Linked DNA regions of Danio rerio: region 1 is linked to region 2. A link is a contact called in public Micro-C data. All regions are on one chromosome and are shown on one strand. The core of a region is the stretch at or near the end of the contact, and the rest is flanking DNA. Distances in the headings are between cores, read along the strand shown.

What was found. A called contact is a pair of places that touch in the nucleus more often than the background predicts.
Region 1: a contact with region 2 is called in a Micro-C map of caudal fin, with 4 times the contacts expected there. The contact joins the promoter of mkrn2 here to the promoter of isy1 in region 2. A contact is called at or near these places in 3 of 18 Hi-C or Micro-C datasets (caudal fin, hematopoietic stem cells and an unstated tissue) and 1 of 4 datasets of contacts at active chromatin or transcription factors (embryo).

The regions. Positions count from the first base shown.
Region 1 is chr11:589,029-593,958 of GRCz12tu, forward strand. mkrn2 (makorin, ring finger protein, 2) reads right to left here and starts at 1,643. Exons shown (of 8, transcript NM_152979.2): 1 at 1,507-1,643; 2 at 1,058-1,186. The coding sequence starts at 1,532. It overlaps mkrn2os.1 (MKRN2 opposite strand, tandem duplicate 1), which reads left to right and starts at 2,853. Exons shown (of 4, transcript NM_001386664.1): 1 at 2,853-3,144. The coding sequence starts at 2,906.
Region 2 is chr11:522,440-527,237 of GRCz12tu, forward strand. isy1 (ISY1 splicing factor homolog) reads right to left here and starts at 2,718. Exons shown (of 11, transcript NM_001083563.2): 1 at 2,470-2,718; 2 at 1,016-1,038; 3 at 878-929; 4 at 97-162. The coding sequence starts at 2,472. It also overlaps a transcript of raf1b not described here.

The sequences.
Region 1 (4,930 bases), core at 393-2,892, 66 kb after region 2:
TGGTGAGTTTATAAAGGCAGGACAGTTCACAGGAAGCGCCTGAGCTGGCTTATGCAAAATTAAAAGCCCCCCTGGATGTACCCCATTCTTTCTTTTTAATGTCATGAGTTTACTATACAAGTGATTTAGCTGAGCACATCATTGTTTTGCTTAAATTAATTTGCCCTCATAACCAAAGTACCCTGAACACAAAAGAAGATATTTTGAAGAAAGCTGAAAACCACTGACCTCCACAGTAGGAGAAAATGAATACTATGGAAGTCAATGGTTACTGGTTTCCAGCGTATCACCAATATATATAAATATATATATATATATATATATATATATATATATATATATATATATATATATATATATATATATATATATATATGAGCAATTCCGTGCAAATGTCAACCTTGCCATGAAAATTTTTTTCGTTTTTACCAAAATACGGAAACCATTTCTGGGTTTTTTGTGTAAGGAAGTATTTTACAGTACTTTAAAAATACTCAAAAATGCATCTGTCAATGTTTTCAAACTATTCTATTTGATTTACCAAAGTCACACAAATGGTAATTTCACATGCGTCACATCCATAACAGAGAGATTTCACATCCATAACCACACTTTTTCCTCAGAAATGTGAAAATATTAAATAAAATAAAACCAAGCAATTTTGTTTTATAGAAAGCCGACTCTAATCCTTTTGATTAGCATTATTTATTTTGGGTTGTTGGCTTGCTGGATAAGTTGGCGGTTCATTCTGCTGTGGCAACCCGGGATTAATAAAGGGACTAAGCCGACAAGAAAATGAATGAATGAATGATATATATATATATTTGTTATTTAAGAGAAGAAAGATACATATACAGGTTCAAACAAGCACAAGCGAGTAAATGATGACTGAGTTTTCAGTTTAGTGTGAACTAGCCCTGTAAGTTCATCCAGTATTAATAACCACACGCATATGTTCACATAACTGGAGGATGTTTTCGTTTCTTAAGATCCATCAGGAGCTCCAGAAGGCAGATCTAGCTGATTATTGGAGCTATATGTTCGCAGTTTGACTGACCTGCATCTGTCTCCATAAGCACACGCTCCTCTCTGGTAGTATTTGCAGATGGTGGAAGGTTTACTTGTGGTTAAATCATGAGAAAACAGACACCTGCTGCCCTCCCGACACACACCGTGGAGGAAATACCTGCAAACACACACAAAACAACACGGTGTCCTTCATCATCATCATCATCATCGTCGTGACAGATGATCTGACAGACACATGACGAGTGAATGAAAACACTCCTTTCTTTCTGAAACACTGTTTCTCCTGCTGAATGACGGGAAATGAAGCAGAATGCAGGTGAATAATGAGCGAGGTTGCTGATGATCTGCGCTCGCACATGCGTCAGTGCAGATGCACCATTTTCTCTCATGTCAAAGTCAGCGTTAAACATCAACGGCCGCGTTGAACACAGCGATGCTGTAATGCGGGTATACAGACGCGTCGGTGGTTCTCTTTACCTGCACGTCACTTGTTTCGTTGACATGTTTTATCCTGGTCACGAATGGAAGATTTTTTTTACTCTCAAACGCTTCTGTCTCCACGGTTTTGTGCAACCTGAAAATATTACCGGCTACATCACGCCGCCGCCGGTCGTTGATTCCGCCTTCCTGTTATGCCAATCAGCGCGACTCGCTTCCTCAAGTCGGTTCTTTCGAACAGATCTCCAGTTAATTCTCCAAAACTGACCAATGTTTTTTTTTATACATACAGAAAACACAGGAATACAAGTGAAATGTTTATTATGTGAAAGAAAAAATATCTGAACATTAAACTGATGTAAATAGTAATAAATATTACAAATTATTTTATTAATATTGAATTAATATTAAAGGAATTAATATTGGAATTAATATCCAGCGTAATATATATGTAAATATGAAAGAAGACTACACATGTATAACAACACCCAGCCATTTCTTATATTTGCGATATTTTTAAAAGGTATTTATTTGCAAATGTAAAACTAGCTCCTTGGCAAAACTCTTAAATGACTGTTCATGAAGTTTATTTTTTTTATTTTGGAAACCAAATAAAGATGTTCTGAAAATAATTCCCAGGAAATGTTTTAACTGATTCGCTTTAAAGATCCGACTCGAAAGAACAATTCGCGAATCACAAATCGTCTGTTTCGTGTCCATGAAGAACAGTTTGGATGAGCAGCTTTCATTACAGGCATTTAAAATAAATACTCAAGGTATTTTTACCATTCTAAAGGTATATACTCCAAGTACATTTCACATAACTAGAAAAACTGTAATCCAGAGAACTAGACAACGAGCACTGAATACATTATAGCGTGCAATTAAGTGCCTGGAGTTTAGTGATCGCCATTTTACTAATCTATTTCTTTATTTCATTGTTACAGGTTTTATATTTATGGCTCATAGACCGTATTACTGTAGGATCAGGGCTGTTACGCCCTCTGGTGGCCCAGTGTTGAATACAATGACGTCATCTGAAGAATGAGAAAACGAAACTGGTCTGAGACCAGATATTTACAGTCTATGGTCTGAGATCAGCTTCATCGGAGTCTAGAAGAGATACAGCTGCAGATACTCGCATCACAATAGCACTTTTTGTGACAGTCTACAACACTAACTAGTATTATTACATTACTGTGAGGGTTAGGGTAGAGTTAATTATTAATAAAATACAATTTAATGGGTAATTTAATCAATATTATAAATAATTATCGTTATAACTACTGCTTTTACATTACTGTGAGGGTTGGGTTACCCCAGACGTTAATAAAATACATCTAATGGGTAATTAAATAATAGTCTAAATATTTATCGGCAACTTCCGGCCGCGGCTGTATCTCTTCTAACAGCAATCGAGCTCCACAGGTGAACGCAAATGGAGGAAACCGTCATCAAGTACATACATTGTGGAAGAAGCATTTACAGTTTCTCGTGTCCGGACGGCGGATATTCTGAGAGACCTGAAGGAGCCGCTCGTCAGTGTCCGATTTGTCTTCAGATTCTCACTTTCGGGCTTTTAGACGCCCCGGTGTGTGTTCCCTGTCCGCTTAGGAATGGACACCAAGTCTCCTGCGCGTTTCTGATAGGATCTGCGCACGGGCCCTCACATCTGGGGTGAGCTCTTTAGTTTCATTGTCAAATATTTTTTAGGATTATTTTTTCCTGATTTGTTTTTCAAGTAAATGCTGTTCTTTTGAACATTCTGTGTTGTTTATGCACACGGACTTTTAATTGTCAATCAGCCAGCCAAAGCGCTTCCGGCGAACTGCCACTCCCATACAAAATTCACTGCATTTAAGATCTCTGATTTCTTTATTTATGATCTTCAGTGCCTGAGTGATTTAGGATTTATAGTGGGTCTCAGAATGTACAAGAAGAACTAAATTAAATTACAGTGTTCCACATAATGTCTTTATAATGTGGAAGTTTATTTTACAGCAGTAATTTCAGCATTAATGATATTCAGACCTGTATATTGATCATATTATAATGACTTATGAAATATGACCTGACACTGAAGACTGGAGAAATGAGGCAGATCATTCCGTCTTCAGCCACAGAAATAAAGTGCAGCTTTACTCTATAGTATATTATAGACAACTGTTTAATTGTTCATTCATGCTAGAAACATGCTAGCAACTGGCCAAATCATGCACATTTATACTATAAACATGCTAGCAACATGCTAATTCATACTAGAATCATGTTAACAACATGGTAAATCATTTTAGAAACTATCAACTTGCTAAATCATGTTAATCCATACTAGAAATATGCTAGCAACTTGCTAATTCATGCTATATTCATGGTAATAACATGTTAATCCATGCTAGCATCATGCTAAAACATGTTAATTTATGCTAGAAACATGCTAGCAACTTGATACATCATGCTAATTCATACTAGATTCATGGTAATAACATAACATGTTAATTCATACTAGAAACATGCTAGCAACTTGCCAAATCATACTACATTTATGGTAATAACAACATGTTATTTCAAGCTAGTATCATGCTGAAAAACATGATAATTCATATTAAAAAACATGCTAGCAACATGCTAATTCATGCTAGATTCATGCAAACATGTTAATTCATGCTAGAAAAATGCTAACAACTTGGTAATTCATACTAGATTCATGCTTATAACATGCTAATTCACACTAGAATCATGATAACAACATGCTAATTCATGCTAGAAACATGCTAGCAACTTGGTAATTCATGCTAGAATCATGTTAAGAACATTCTAATTCATACTAGAATCATGCTAACAACATGCTCACTTATATTAGAAACATGCTAATTCATACTAGATTCACATATTAATTCATGCTAGCAAATCGCTAATTCATGGTAACATCATGCAAATATTATGCTTATTCATACTAGAATCATGATAAAAACAAAGTCATGCTAGAAACAGGCTAGCGGCTTGTTAATTCTTACCAGAAACATGCTAATTCATACTAGATTCATGGTAATAACATGTTAATTAAAGCTAACAACTTGCTTTCTATATTATTGCTAACTTGCTAATTTATGCTAGAATCATGCTATCAACATACTAATTTACTAGAATCATGTTAGAAACATGCTAACAATATGCTAGTTTATAGTAGAACCATGCTACCAACATTAAGAACATTCTAATTCATACTAGAATCATGCTAACATCATGTTAATACATGCTAGAAACATCATAGCAAGTTGTTAATTCATACTAGAATCATTTTCAAAACATGCTAATTCATACTAGATTCATGTCAACATGTTAATTCATACTAAAGTTGTGCTAACATGCAAATTTATACTTAAACCTACTAGCAACATGCTAATTCATACTAGAACCATGCTACTAGCATGCTAATTTATACTAAAAACATGCTAACAACATA
Region 2 (4,798 bases), core at 1,468-3,967:
CTGAGATGAAGCAGGAGGAAAATACAGCAAACTTTCACAACCTCCATGCCATGCAGACTTGATTATTTGTCAGAAAAGCATCCTGCAGAGACTGACCTGTCTTCTCCACTTCTCTGCTTTGGGCAGCTCATTACACTCTGAGGCAAGGTAAGGTCGTCTCTCCTGTGGATGTACGACATTAGATCAGGTAAATGCATGATATCAGCATGGATATCGCAATGTGTGCACCCGCAATACTGACATCACAGCATCTGCAATGTCGAGTCAGGATTATATTGATATAATCATAATATAAATTTAAAAATATTAATATACAGCTGAAGTGTGAATTAATAGCCACATCAATATTTTTTCCCAATTTCTGTTTAATGGAGAGCAGATTTCTTCAGCACATTTCTGCACATAATAGTGTTAATAACTCATCTCTAATAGTTGATTTATTTTCTCTTTGCCAGGATGACAGCACATAATATTAGACTAGATATTCTTCAAGACACTTGAAGTGAAAGGCTTCACTAGGGTAATTACGGTAAAGTTAGGGTAATTAGGCAAGTCATTGTATAACAGTGGTTTGTTCTGGAGACAATCCAACACTAATATTGCTGAAGGGGTGAATAATATTGACCTTAACATGGGTTTAAAATTATTAAAAACTGCCTTTATTCTAGCTGAAATAAAACAAATAAGACTTTCTCCAGAAGAACAAATATTAAAGGAAATACTCCTGATTCTGTTCAACATCATCAATATTTAAAAATAAATAAATAAAATTCACAGGAGGGCGAATAATTTTGACTTCAACTGTATATAAGATATAAATATACTCGAGCTATATTTCATCACATCCGTGTTACTGCAGTTCACTGTCCAGACTAACCTTCACTTTTCCCTCCTCCAGCTGAGCTTGACGAAACCTGGCCAAGGCCGTCCTGCAGTACGAAGAGAAGAGCGTTAATGAAAGATTTTACAGATCACACAGCCTGAATATGACAGAAATAGGATTAAAGACACTTACATGGCCTTTTCTGCATTTCGAGCCTGAAAATAAAACAAGAGTGTGTTCAGTATGACTAGACGCATGCTGATATTCAATAATTCAATATATCAGGATGATAAACTAGCACAACATTGACATCATGAGCTCTGTTTATAATCTAAACCTTCAGACTGCTTTTTAAAACCATTCAGATTTTATTTGCAGTGTTCACACAATTAATGAACCCAATTAATGAACTTAATATAGTTCAAACATTTACACGTAATGAAAAACGTATAGATATTTTAGGACTATTATCCATTACCACTCCAATAGATAACGTGTTAATTTAATTAAACACCATGAAAACTACAAAAGCGTTGATTAACCTTAGCTGAAAGTTTCTTAATTAATGCCTAATGACATGTTTAAATAAAATTAAAAAATGATAATTATTTCATTAAGTGTGTTTTTTTAAACTAATAATAACACTCACATTCATTAAATTTATTAACATTTACTCATGTGATTGTATTGTAGCTGACGGTGTTGTCAATTGTACTTTATAATTCTTTTGCAATATAATTTCTATAAATCGTTTCTTTAGACCAGTGGTGTCAAACTTAATTCCAGGAGGGCCGCAGCTCTGCATAGGTTAACTCCAGCTCACAGCTGTTTACTAGTCTCTAGCAGTCTTGACTAGTTGATCAGCTGTGTTTGATTAGGGTTGGAGCAAAACTGTGCAGAGCTGCGGCCCTCCAGGAATCCAGTTTGAGACATACGCTCTGGACTGAACATGGATATACAGCAAAGCAATACACCAAGTGTGTGTTGTTGTTTTTAACACATTTGTATTGTGTATCAGTCCATCTCCGAACATCTCAAACACATTTGGGATTGAATTATGTTAATAAATATGCAATTACTAAATTTAAAAATCTAAATAATTTAGTTTAAATTTTATTAATTTCTTTAATACAGGTCATTCTCAGGTTATGCGTGTATATTATATACGACTTTCTAAAATTCTATAATATAATACGACTTTTCTGTCATTATTGTTTTGCTTTTGTTGTGTTTCAAGCCTAATTTCACATTTTAAAGTCATTCTTAACTTTATAAACGTGATTTAAGGCGTTATAAATGCAGTAATAACATGTTAAACACGTTTTTAACGTCTGGTGTACAATTTCCATATTCACTCGATCATGATCAAACACAACATTCAACAAAATAAAAGTTTAATGACTGTTTTACACAAGAATAACGCTTCAGCTGCAAATAAACCTGTAATCCTAACATAATAAATGGATCTGTACACATCATGAGGGCTCAATCTGGTTGTTTGACCAAGTTCTGTGTAAGCGTTGGACGTTAGCGTTACTGTTCTCTCAAGCTGTGCCTCTCATTATAGCAGATACATTCGTGTTTGGCTTTATCTATAATCTAGTATGATATTAAATTAATAATAAGCCAGGAAAATGTTTCTTTACCATGTTTGAAGTTCAGATCTTCAATCCTGCGTGAACTCAACGCTGAGCGCGCACGACGCACGAGTATGACGCAGTGATCCGTTGTACAACTTCCGGCGCGGCAAGTCGTGACAGAAATAAACAACTATCGAGGATTTGAGGAATATACCGCAGGTAGGTCGGTTTTTTGATTAGACTCATAACATGTAAACAGCACTGCTTTGAAAGACATGCTGGCATGACCGCGAGATCATAACTGACGGTAAAAGTGCTTTTCACGAGGTGAAATGTACCGTCTAGCGGAGAGAGACGCAACTGCACCTCCACATTCAGCCGTCAATCACTAATGATCGTTAATGTCATCAATTCTTATACAAGATGAGTTATTTTATCTGTGTCTGATCTTTTTAATTTTATACTTATAAAAATATATTACAATAATTCTAATTATCATTTAAACTCATTAAATCACTATCAATATTCAATAATTAAGTATATCATGACCATAAACAAGCACAATATTGACATCATGAGCTCAGTTTATAATCTAAACCTTCAGACTGCTTTAAAAATATTCAGATTATTTTTGCAGTGTTCACACAACAGCACAAATGATTGAAGACCTAATTAATTACCTTAATATAGTTCAAACAGTTTCAAGTAAATGAAAACTTCCGAGCATTTATAGGACTATGGTATATTAACACTACTATAGCTAATGTGTTCATTTAACTAAACTAGGCATGGACCGGTATAAGATTCTGACTGTATGATAATCTTGGATAAATATATCACAGTATTGTGATTACTGCTCTAAATTATGCTCTTTTTTAATATCTGGGTAGAAAACAGCTACTTTTCCCCCTTTGAACACAAAATATATTTTTGTAAAAAAAGCATTTAGAATATTTTGTCAGATTTCTTTTAAGAACAGGAGTAAAAATATATATTACAATAATCCTAATTATCATTTAAGCTCATTAAATCATTCTGAACAGTAAAAATGAATGTCTTATTTCTTTCTTTCTTTTAACTAAAGGCGATGGTGTGAAAGTGTGGTGTGAGTTTTGTAGCCTTTTAAGAACAAAATATTTCCGACAAGCTTGGAAAATATAGGGTAAGTTGTTGGTTTTGGATTAGCGGTGTTGTTTGATAACTAATATGCATTTTCACATATTTTTAAAGATTTCTCAGATTTCTAACAGATGATCTGCACATATTTTGCTCTTTCTGCAAACTTTTGTCAGGATAAAATACAGCTTAAAGGGGCTAATAATATTGACCTTAAAATGGTGTTTAAAAAATTAAGAACTGCTTTTATTCTAGCCAAAATAAAACAAAAAAGACTTTCTCCAGAAGAACAAACATTATCAGACACACTGTGAACATTTCCTGAATCTGCTCAACATCATTTGGGAAATATTTAAATCAACAAAAATTTAAAGGGGCGATTAATTCTGACTTTTGACCAAAATAAGGTTTTAATTCCCTTTTATTATTGAATTGCATTATGGGATGTAGAAAATTCAACTCTACAATTTAACAAAGTGACTTTTATTGACATTTTAGTAGTTTAAAATAATATAAGAATTAATAATATGTAGAGAAATAAGTATGTAAAATAGCAGTAAACGTGCTGCAGTTTATTACAAGGTTTCTGTAGCGTAATATACAACACCAACACACACAATAGCACTGCACACTAATGTGCAGAACACACACTTTTATAGGTTAAAAGTTGTTGGAGAAAAGATCAAGATCCCATAATGCAACTCGGAAGCAGAAATAATATATGGGGAAATATAAAAACATGAAGCACAAAATACAGAAAACCGCTAATCTCCAGATATTGTTATGGTGTTTATAGCTGTGAGGAGCTGAAGCATTATACGACACCCCGCTGAATAAGCATTTAACTCTCTAAAGCTAAAAACACACAATCTAGTGGTGTCCGCTTACACTGGAGCTCTGCATATTGATCTGCTGTAATCTGAGAAACCCTCTGCCTTTACTCTCATCTGGCCTCAACACACCAAACATAAAGTTTCAGTGTATATAATCTAAATCAACACGTCCGATCTCAGCTCTCATACTTCTGCATTTGAGTAATGCCTCATCAAATGTGCAGCTTATAGTTTGAATAATTTACAGCTGAAATGACTTGCTGGAGTTAGGGTTCATCAGTCGGCCTGCAGACCAGCTGTTGCGCAGAGCTATAAACTTACGCTCTTCTCTGAATAGATAGCAGTGAACTAAATGGGGAATTCAGTTGGCATCGGCTCTCGGCTTTCAATGGGCTCTTTGGCCTGTTTAATGCAGCTTTATGTGCAAATACAAAAGCAGGTACATT